Linked DNA regions of Mus musculus: region 2 is linked to region 1. A link is a contact called in public promoter capture Hi-C data. All regions are on one chromosome and are shown on one strand. The core of a region is the stretch at or near the end of the contact, and the rest is flanking DNA. Distances in the headings are between cores, read along the strand shown.

Region 1 (4,927 bases), core at 160-2,659:
GGGGAGAGAGGGAGAGAGAGAGAGAGAGAGAGAGAGAGAGAAAGGGGGAGGGGGAAAGGGGGAAGAGGGGGAGAGAGGGAGAGAGAGAGAGAGAGAGGGAGAGAAAGGGGGAGGGGGAAAGGGGGAAAAGGGGGAGAGAGGGAGAGAGAAAGGGGGAGGGGGAAAGGGGGAAGAGGGGGAGAGAGGGAGAGAGGGAGAGAGGGAGAGAGGGAGAGAGGGAGAGAGGGAGAGAGGGAGAGAGGGAGAGAGGGAGAGAGGGAGAGAGGGAGAGAGGGAGAGAGGGAGAGGAATCCAAAGCAGGGAGTCCCACAGTAGGTGAACACTGTCTGACCAGGCAGACCCAGGAACCAGAGGCTGTGCGCAGTAGGGTAGGGACTGTGTCTGGTGAGTGTTTGGCACGGCGGAGCTCTTACCGAGCAGGAGGAAGGACAGGACCCACTGCAGCACCGCAGCGGTCTGTAGGCACCGTGCCAGCGGGGTGTTGAGTGGCGCGAACTCGACCATCATGGTTCTACCCGGAGGACTCCTTTCGCAGGATTTGTGGTACTGCTACCGACTGGGAGGCCGAGGCTCCAGCTGGCCGGAAAGGAACCAATTCGCCCTGGGGCAGGAGGTGAGGGAGGGTGCGCGGCGTTGAGGCGGGGTGCTGGGGATCACTAATCACAGCTTGAGGCAGAACCCTGGTCACTCGTGGGAGAGGTCAGCCTGCCTGCCCAATCGCTAGGGCCTGGGCCTCCACCCGTATTTGACCATTGTTCATCTGATAGACCGCCTAGCACTCAGCTCCAGCATCCACCCATAAACCCACCTCATCCTCTGAAGCCAAGAATTGGGGAGTGGGTAGTTTGGTTAGTTCTTTGAGGTCCAGCACTAGCTGGAGGAAAGTGTGGGACTTGCGTTTATTAGTGTGGGTCTCCACACTACCCCCCCCCCCAAGGTGTGTGCGTATGCGAGTGCACGCACGGGTCTCTCTTTTTGTGTTTTCTTTTGTGTCCTAAAATTCCTACACAAATCCTGGATGATTTCCTTTCATTCATTCTCTTAACCCATATATACTGAAAGCCCACCAAATCTCCATTATCTTGTGAGAAAATGACCTTTTTGGGGGGGGGGCAGGAAAAAATCTAAGCAAACTAACCATACAACTGAATAGTATACAATTACAAGACCCTATTATAAACGCTAGAGTGAAAGAGTTAGAATCCGGTGGGACAACTTCTTGTGCCTGTTTCTTTCTCAGCGTTTACCTGCATAGTTTTCTTAAATGTGTGCACAGCAGCATGTGGAGAGACCAGAAGTGAACCTCAGATATGTTTCTCAATACTATCTTAGCCCTCGACTTTGGTTTTTGAGATAGAGTCAACGGAGCTTGGGACTCACCCAATTAGGCTGCTCTGGCAAAAGCTCCCAAAAGCTCTGGGCGTGCTCTGGTATTACCTCACCAGCCTGACTTTTTACCTGAATTCTGGACATCAGATTCAGATTTTTCACGCTTGCAAGCATTTTAACAGTTGAGCTGTCTTTCCAGCCCTTGAGTTTTAAATGATTGCTTTAATTAACTGAAGAGGTCTACAGGCAAAGGGAAATGTGTGTGCAAAGGTCTTCCTAAGAAAAGGGGAAGGGCACCATTTGTAACTTCTTGGCAAAACTGTTTTTGTTTGTTTGTTTGTTTTAGTTTTGTTTTTCTGGTCGAAGAGGTACTTTCTTCTTTCTTAGAGTTCTTTCTGAGCCACCCTCCATGCTAGGTGGGAGATTCTGTGATTGAATATTATGTCACACACTGTGACAGTCTCTTGCCAGGTATGCCCTGACTCCATAGCAACACTTCGAAGTATTCATGCCAATTTGGAGCTAGGGAAATTGGGACTCAAAGTAGAGGCCAGCCTGGGCTACCAGACCCTGTCTCAACAATTAAAACAACCTACACACACACACACACACACACACAGATAGAGAGACAGAGACAGACAGAGAGGAGAGAGAGAGGAGAGGAGAGGAGAGGAGAGGAGAGGAGAGGAGAGGAGAGGAGAGGAGAGGAGAGGAGAGGAGAGGAGAGGCCAGGCGAGGAGAGGCCAGGCGAGGCCAGGTGAGGCCAGGCGAGGTGAGGGGACGGGAGGGGAGCGGAGAGGGGAGGGGAGCGGAGAGAGAGAGGGGAGGAGGAGAGGAGAGGAGAGGGGAGGGGAAGGGAGGGGAGGGGAGGGGAGAGAGAGAGGAGGAGGGGAGGGGAGAGAGAGAGGAGGAGGGGAGGGGAGAGAGAGAGGAGGAGGAGAGGAAAGGAGAGGAGAGGAGAGGAGAGGAGAGGAGAGGAGAGGAGAGGAGAGGAGAGGAGAGGAGAGGAGAGGAGAGGAGAGGAGAAAAGAGGCGAGAAGAGGAGAGAAGGAGAAGAGCTGTAATTGTAGGTAAGTGCTGAAGACTCTGTCTTGTCCTTTCCTGGAAGCTAGGCAGAACAGAGATGAAATGAAATTCAGATGAAAGATACAAATGGTAGGATATGCAGAACACCTAAAACCCTTGGTCCTAACCACTTAGAATGTTATTGATGATGCATTTGTCACCTCACAGAAAGCAGCTAGTAAAGAACAATTGAATCTTTTGTTGGAGGTGGAGGACTGGCTTGAGAGAGGGACTCCTGTTGCTCAGGTGAGCTGCATTCCATATGTTAATGAACTTGATCTCGTGACCCACCTCCCTAAGGGGCTTACAGGCAGGCAACATCAGGATCAGCAAGAACCATCGTGTTTTAAAAGACTTATTTACTTTTATATGTGTAGGGTTTTTTTCTATTTTGATTTTATGTGTATGGGTGATCTGTCTGTCTGTCTGTGTACTACATGTATGTCTGGGTGCCCACAGAGGCCAGAAGAGGTATTGGATCCCTGGAACTTGAGTTACAGACAGTTGTGAACTGTTATATGGCTACTGGATATTGGGCATGAACGAAGAGCAAGCTGTTCTCCCGCCCAAACACATATCACAGTCCGTTGAAGTCATTCTCTGACCCAACAGGGGGTCAATTCACTGACCTATCATCATCTCATCATTTTATTGTTTTGATTTTTTTTTTTTTTTTTTTTTTTGAGACAGCGTCTCATTATGTAGCCTTGCTGGCCTGGAACTCATTTTGTAGACCAGAGTCAATTTGAACTCACAGAGATCCATCTGTCTCTGCCTCGTATGTGCTAGGTCTAAAGGCATGCACCACCACAGCCAGCTCCATCTTCATTTACCTCATTTGATCAACAGCTGAATCCTTTCCTCAACCCTTGGGCATTCAGTGTGTGACCATGTGTGGATATAGACTGTGTGGCCACTAGACTTGGGCAATCACTGGCTTGAAAGGATGAGAAAGTTTAACTCTTTAGATTCTTATTGTTTCCTATCAGTCGTCTTGATCTCTAAAAATTAAAAAAAAACTAACAGGAAGCCACCAATGGTGGTACTTGCCTGTAATTCCTGCACTTGGGAGATGAAAGTTAAATCTCAAACTGTGGGACAACTAGCTGAAGTGCTTAGTTAACATATCAAAGCAGAAACCTGGCCGCCTGGTATTCCCAGCATCCCTTAGTTCCAACCTGATACAGGGTATGGCTGGCATACCTTGCCCTCTACTCTGAATTCTCCTGGCCAGGAGTTGGACTGCTGTTTCCCAAGAGATTCTTTCCTATATATATATAATGCAGCCATTTTGGTTACTCATCCCTCTTTTACTTTTGGCCATCTTGGCTACTGATCCTACCCACCCACCCACCCACCTCCTGCCTCCCATCTTCTCACAGGGTTCAGGGTCATGTCTACTCCAGACTCTCCCAGGTGTCTCTGCCTCTGCCTCTGCCTCTGCCTCTGGCACTTACCTACAATAAGAGCTCCTCTCCTCTCCTCTCCTCTCCTCTCCTCTCCTCTCCTCTCCTCTCCTCTCCTCTCCTCTCCTCTCCTCTTCTCTCCTCTCCTCTCCTCTCCTCTTCCCCCCTCTCTCTTTTTGTGCGAATATCAGTTTTATTTTTCCTAATTGATGTAATAGACAGCTTCCTTTAACATCAAATTTTTACACAACAGCCAGGAAGCAAAACCAGCTCTGAAGAAGTGAAACATGCAAGATGACAATGATTTTAATTAATTTTTTAAAGCATGGGAAATGGACCATTCAGGGGCAGTGAGGGCATAGGAACTATAGCAACTAGATTTTACAGTGGGACACAGAGATTGGGCCTAATTGACTCCAATAAGACAAGTAGATATTTATAATTGAGGGGATAGTGTTGAAATTTATACTGGAAATTACTGAGTGGAAACTTAAAAAGGGTTTCTAACTTATTGTGACAGGATTCACTATGACAAAATTTTGCCAAACCAGTATAGGGATTTTGTCCATCTGAGTTTTTAAGACATGATTTTGTTAGGTAGCCCTGGCTAGTCTGGAATTCAGTATATAGCCCAGACTGACCTTATAGCAATCCTTCTGCCTCAGCACTCTTGAGTGCTGAAATCACAGACATATGCTAACCTTAGCAGTTTAAGAAGTCTGCAAGATAAAATATTATACTTTACTTAGTTCTGTCCTTGGATTTTTTTAGGTTTGGTAGAAAATATTTTGTTGTATCTTGTTGGATATATTATTTAAATTATGGGGAGGAACAAAGAAGCACAGAGTATTAGGAGAGTTTTAGGTATTATTAATAAGCTAGTTGGTCCCACCCCAAGAAACATATTTGGTTTTTGATTATATAATGGCTAGTATGCTCTCTCTTTTATCTACAATAAATTTTCTCCTCCATCATACCTAGAAGCAGTCATGTTCTCTCTTTTTTATCAGTCAGTGAGGAAGGAAGAAGGGGGAGATCATGCCATGTTGGTCTGTGTAGTAACTTTGAAGCCAGCTTGGACTGTATGAAAACCTGTCTCAAGAAAACCAAACTAAACCAACCCAACA
Region 2 (4,764 bases), core at 86-2,585, 180 kb before region 1:
TGCCTTTGAGAGAAACTCGCCTGAGAACTGCTTGTGAGGTTCCTGCGGCAGCTGGCCTCACCTCAGGCTGGCCGGTTGGTGAACCTTGCGGTTTCTCCACAATTCAACTGCAGCTGCTGGTTCGTGCCCGGTGATCTGCCTGCTGAGAGGACTGGACTGTAAGTTGCCAGTCTGGGTGTGCTGTCTGCCTGCCTAGAGGACTAGTCTGCAGCTGCTGAGTCCTATTTGGTATTTGCTGCAGGACTAAACTGCTAAGACAGAAGACTGAGCTTGCCCCAAAAGAACTTTTGCTAAACAGGACCACTTCCCCCATATCCTAATAACTTTCCTCTTCCACTGTCTCTAGTGGGTGGTGGGCTAAAGGAGAGGTTGAACCATTACTAAAAGTACATTGCAAAAAAAATTTATGCCTACAAAAGGTTATGGGAGCTCTCTGCCAGAAGTTGACTACAGCAAGCTTACATGGAGCACAGCTAAGCTAAGCATCTGAGTCCCTGCTGATAAGATAGAGATTAGAGACAGAAAGAACAACTATAGCCCAACCGAAAACCAAGGAGGCAAGCACTTTCAGAATGTGGTCTGCTGCAGAAGCAAAGTGCTAACGCACGAGTAAAGAGGAGGTGCTGGCACTCAAATGCAGACATATACATGTGGCTAGACACACATACATTCATACATACATACACACATACACACAAATAAATTTTAAAATGTTGACTTTTAAAATTAATGTTCTCTAAAATTTCTACTTTTAGACACCTGGGGAATACTTTAACCATCTACTAAAATGGCACAAATGTTTGAACTCTTAACAGCTACAAATACAGTCACTCTTGAGTTTTACAATGACATACCCCAGTCTTGGAATCCTTCTCGCCATCCCCGTTATAGAAGCAATGATGTTGCTGTGTGAGATCATGACTCCCTTTGGAATTCCTGTGGACCCACTTGTGTACATGATTACTGCAATATCTGAGGGCAGTGGTTTGCTGTGAGCTTTCTTTTCTACGTTGAAGAAAAGAAAAAGGGAAACAAAAAAGAAGAAACTCAGCTCTATCAGCAATTTTCTTCTAACACTCAAACAGCAGTCAACACATAAGGAGGCATAAACAATACTGGGACAAACAGGTTAAGTCTATAATTAGAGCCACGGAGGAAATAAAGACAGGGTCAGATAACACTGCTTAGGTGCAGCATTCTGGCAAAGGGTAAGCAAAGTAGCCACAAAAGTCCTGGGAAGCCAGTAGTTCACATAGACGTACAAAGCAGTGGACATGGTAGCAGATGTCTGCAAATGCACACTCAGGAAGCTAAAATGAGATCTTAACGTCAAGGCCAGCCTAGGACGCATGGTAAGCTCTGGTACAGTTTACACAGATCATGTTCCATTTGGTACGTTGGTTAGATAGATCGATAGATTGATCAATAGACAGACAGACAGACGGGGGGGGGGGGGGGGGGGTAAACAAGTCAGTACAAAGGCTTTAAGGTAGAAGTGTGCCTGGCATCTATAAACACTAGCACTGCGGTGGGACTGGAGTAACCCTAAGTACCAGTGGAGCAGCACCCAGCACCACAGGCAGCCGCAGAAGGCACTGAGGAGGGCTGCATCTCACCCCTGGGATCAGATGAAAGGCCCTTTTCAGCAGAGGCAGGCCAGCATCTGAAGCAAAAATGACTTTGGAGCTATATAAACTTGGCTGCTGAGTGGCTATGTAAGTTGAAAATGGAATTAAAAAAAAAAAATGAGGAGCTCCTCAGAATAAAGGGGCCTGAACCTTTATACCTGCACACTCACTAATGTGTCCCTGCTTCAGGAGATGACCTTGTTGGTTATACTCAACTCCCAGGGTTGCTCAGTGTTGCTTGTCTGTAGTCACAAGACATCTAGCCTAAAATCAACAACCAACACACTACAGGAAAGGCACAGGAGACAACCAGATGGTATCACCACCATCTGCCTGTCTACACGCATATCCCAAAGCTAATGCAATGTAAAAGGTTCTTCAAGTATGTCCCCTTCTCTCATACCAGGCCAGATGACTTCTTAACAATGAACCACATAATACATTCTTTTCTTTTCTCTTTTCTTTTTTTCTTTTCTTTTCTCTTCTTTTCTTTTTCTATAACTAGACGGTACTGGTCAACATTCTCTGAATGCCCACCAATACCTACAACTCAATATGCTAAAATATTATCATCCCTGATATTCCCGTAATGACAGCATTATCCTGTCCCTAATCAGAATCACCCAACTTCTAACTACAGAGGAAATACCATTACAACATGCCAGAGACCTGCAGTCTACATTTTCTGATGCTCATTTCTTTGACAGTTACTGCTTTGAAAGTGTCTATGCCTTGTGTCATCTGGAAGATTAAAAACTCTGCATAGGCAAGTACGAGGAGAGAGAAGTGAAAAAGAGGACTCCTGGCTTAGAAACTCTAGCTGAAGACTAACTCTAATGTGTCTATTTAAAGTGCTTAACTTTAAACTACTCAAAACTTTCAGAAAAAGTGAACAGAAAATTGAATGATGTGTAAGTACTTTAAATTTACTTCAAGTAACCACTACTGCTTTTTGGTTATTGCTGCCCTTGTTTTGCAGACAGGGTCTCATGTAGCCCAGTCTGGCTTTTGTAGCCCGGTCTGGCCTTGCACTAGCTCCCTGGTCAATGATGATCAATTCTGATCCTTCTGCCTCCACCTCCTGGTGCTGAGGTGGCAGGCATGTGCCATCATGTCCAATGTTATGCGACACTGGGGAATCAAACCCAGGCCTTAGAGCATGCTGGGCAAACACTCTGCATAATGAGTTAACATTCCCAGTCCATAATTTAAGAAGAATAAATAAGTGTTGGCATTTTCCTCAAGTCTTTCTTTAAAGGCTAGGTAAAAGTAATAAAGAAGAACCCATTTCCACAGTTACAGTCTAGAACAAGGTGAGCAGAGAGTGCACATCTGGAATGATCACAACGTACCCACGTTGGCCTTCACTCCTAGAGCCTGCACTGCAGCCATGGTGTGTACAATGACACCTTTGGGGAACTCAGACCAGGTTGGAGGCTTCCCATCAACAGTAATGATATGCCGCAGACGTGGGACCAAAGAGACTATATCCTGAAGAAACACAACAATCATGATGTTAGCCAACAGTTGAGTAACTCGGGACACATGAGCACAGTTCTCTACACACTGAGCCACCAACTGATTTCTTGCCCCGAAAGTTAAGTGGTAGGGGCTAGGGAGACAGGCCGGAGGAACGGCATGAAGAGGGGGTGGGGAATTGGACGAATATTCTATAGCACTGTGTATACAATCTTCTTTGATAAAATCCTCATCAATAAAGTTACTGCTCCACAAAATGGACATATAAACACATAATACCTGAACTACTTATAGAGAAGCCCAAAGTCCCTCATATTTTCAAGAGAATGCAAAAGAATATATCAAAGAAGGAAAGAAGTCCACCTGGGAACTTTCTAAAAAAGAAAAATAAAACAATGCCTGATAGTGATGTTTCCAGGGGAAGTTGCCCGTTTCCTATTATTTCATAAAATGTCTCCCATTTTAGTACACCTACCACCCCCATTCTTTCTTTCCCTACTTCCTCTTTTCTCTCTTCTCCTGTATGTTTGTCTCTGTCTCTCTTTCTCTCTCTCCTTCCCTCTTTCTTTCCTCCACTGCTCTCTCCCTCCTTCCCTCCGTGAGTGTCACCTGTATGTCTTTCAGAAGATCTCTCCCAACTTAGATTGAACTCCAACTTACTCTATAGCTGAGGACGACTTTGAACTACTAATCTTTCTAATTCCATCTCCCAAGTGCAGAGATTACACGTATGGGTGCATATGCACACAGATGTGTGTGTGTGTGTGTGTCTGTCTGTCTGTCTGTCTGTCTGTCTATGCGCATGAGTGGGAGGACAGAAGACAACTTTTGGCACTGTTCCTGAGATGCTCTCCAAACCCTCCTCCACAGGGTCCTCTGGCCTGAGCCATGGCAACAGTAAGCCCCAGGGAGCCACGTGTTCTGCTAGCACAGGTACTGGGATTATGAGCAGATATGACCACAGCTGACTTTTTAAATAAGAGTTCTGGAAATTAAACCCAGGTCCTTGTGATTACAAAGGCAAGCTTTCACTTTACCTACATGGTGCATAGACATGCATGCAGGCAAAACACGTATGCACATGATATAAATATATTATGTTGAGAGACCAGCAAAATGGCTCAGGAGGTACATTCTACTTGTCACCAAGCCTGATGACACAAGAAACCCCATGATGAAAGGAGAGTTAACTCCCACAGGTTGTACAGACTTTTCACAGGTGTGCTGTGGCACATGTAACCACATATATGAATGCAGATGCATACAAACAAACAAATTCAAAAATTATACACATGCAAAACTATTAATTTACTTTATATATGCAATATACAATAAAAAGTTGTCATCCTTTCAACATTGGCAAATTAACAATTTTTATCTATGGTCTATCTAATATATATATATACATACATATATATACATACATATATATATACATACATACATATATACATACATATATACATACATATATACATACATATACCTATATACCTATATACCTATATACCTATATACCTATATACCTATATACATATATACATATATACATATATACATATATACATATATACATATATACATATATACATATATATATTGCACTTTTTATATTCTAAAGGAAAACCACAAAATCTCAAAGATAACTGGGTCAGTA

The links. Promoter capture Hi-C pulls out the DNA fragments that hold promoters and counts their contacts.
Region 2: a contact with region 1 is called in a promoter capture Hi-C map of liver. The contact joins the enhancer-like site here to the promoter of Mogat1 in region 1. A contact is called at or near these places in 20 of 39 promoter capture datasets (the 3T3-L1 cell line, 3T3-L1-derived adipocytes, the C10 cell line and 9 more), 3 of 15 datasets of contacts at CTCF or cohesin (CD8 T cells, the NIH/3T3 cell line and embryonic stem cells), 19 of 484 Hi-C or Micro-C datasets (the AtT-20 cell line, the C3H10T1/2 cell line, the Patski cell line and 11 more), 2 of 115 datasets of contacts at active chromatin or transcription factors (embryonic stem cells and large pre-B cells) and 3 of 9 other capture datasets (adipose tissue, liver and pancreatic islet).

Annotation. Positions count from the first base shown.
Region 1 is chr1:78,507,542-78,512,468 of GRCm38.p6, reverse strand. Mogat1 (monoacylglycerol O-acyltransferase 1) reads right to left here and starts at 1,409. Exons shown (of 7, transcript NM_026713.3): 1 at 1,381-1,409; 2 at 414-601. The coding sequence starts at 507.
Region 2 is chr1:78,690,437-78,695,200 of GRCm38.p6, reverse strand. Acsl3 (acyl-CoA synthetase long-chain family member 3) reads right to left here. Exons shown (of 15, transcript NM_001033606.2): 5 at 2,981-3,119; 6 at 855-1,005. Among named protein-coding and RNA genes, the nearest start is that of Gm51635, 12 kb to the right of the region's middle. Within about 2 kb of position 1,335, at least 4 of the 459 cell types and tissues checked have an H3K27ac peak or open chromatin away from gene starts, as enhancers often do. A contact at or near this core is called in liver, where this site is marked.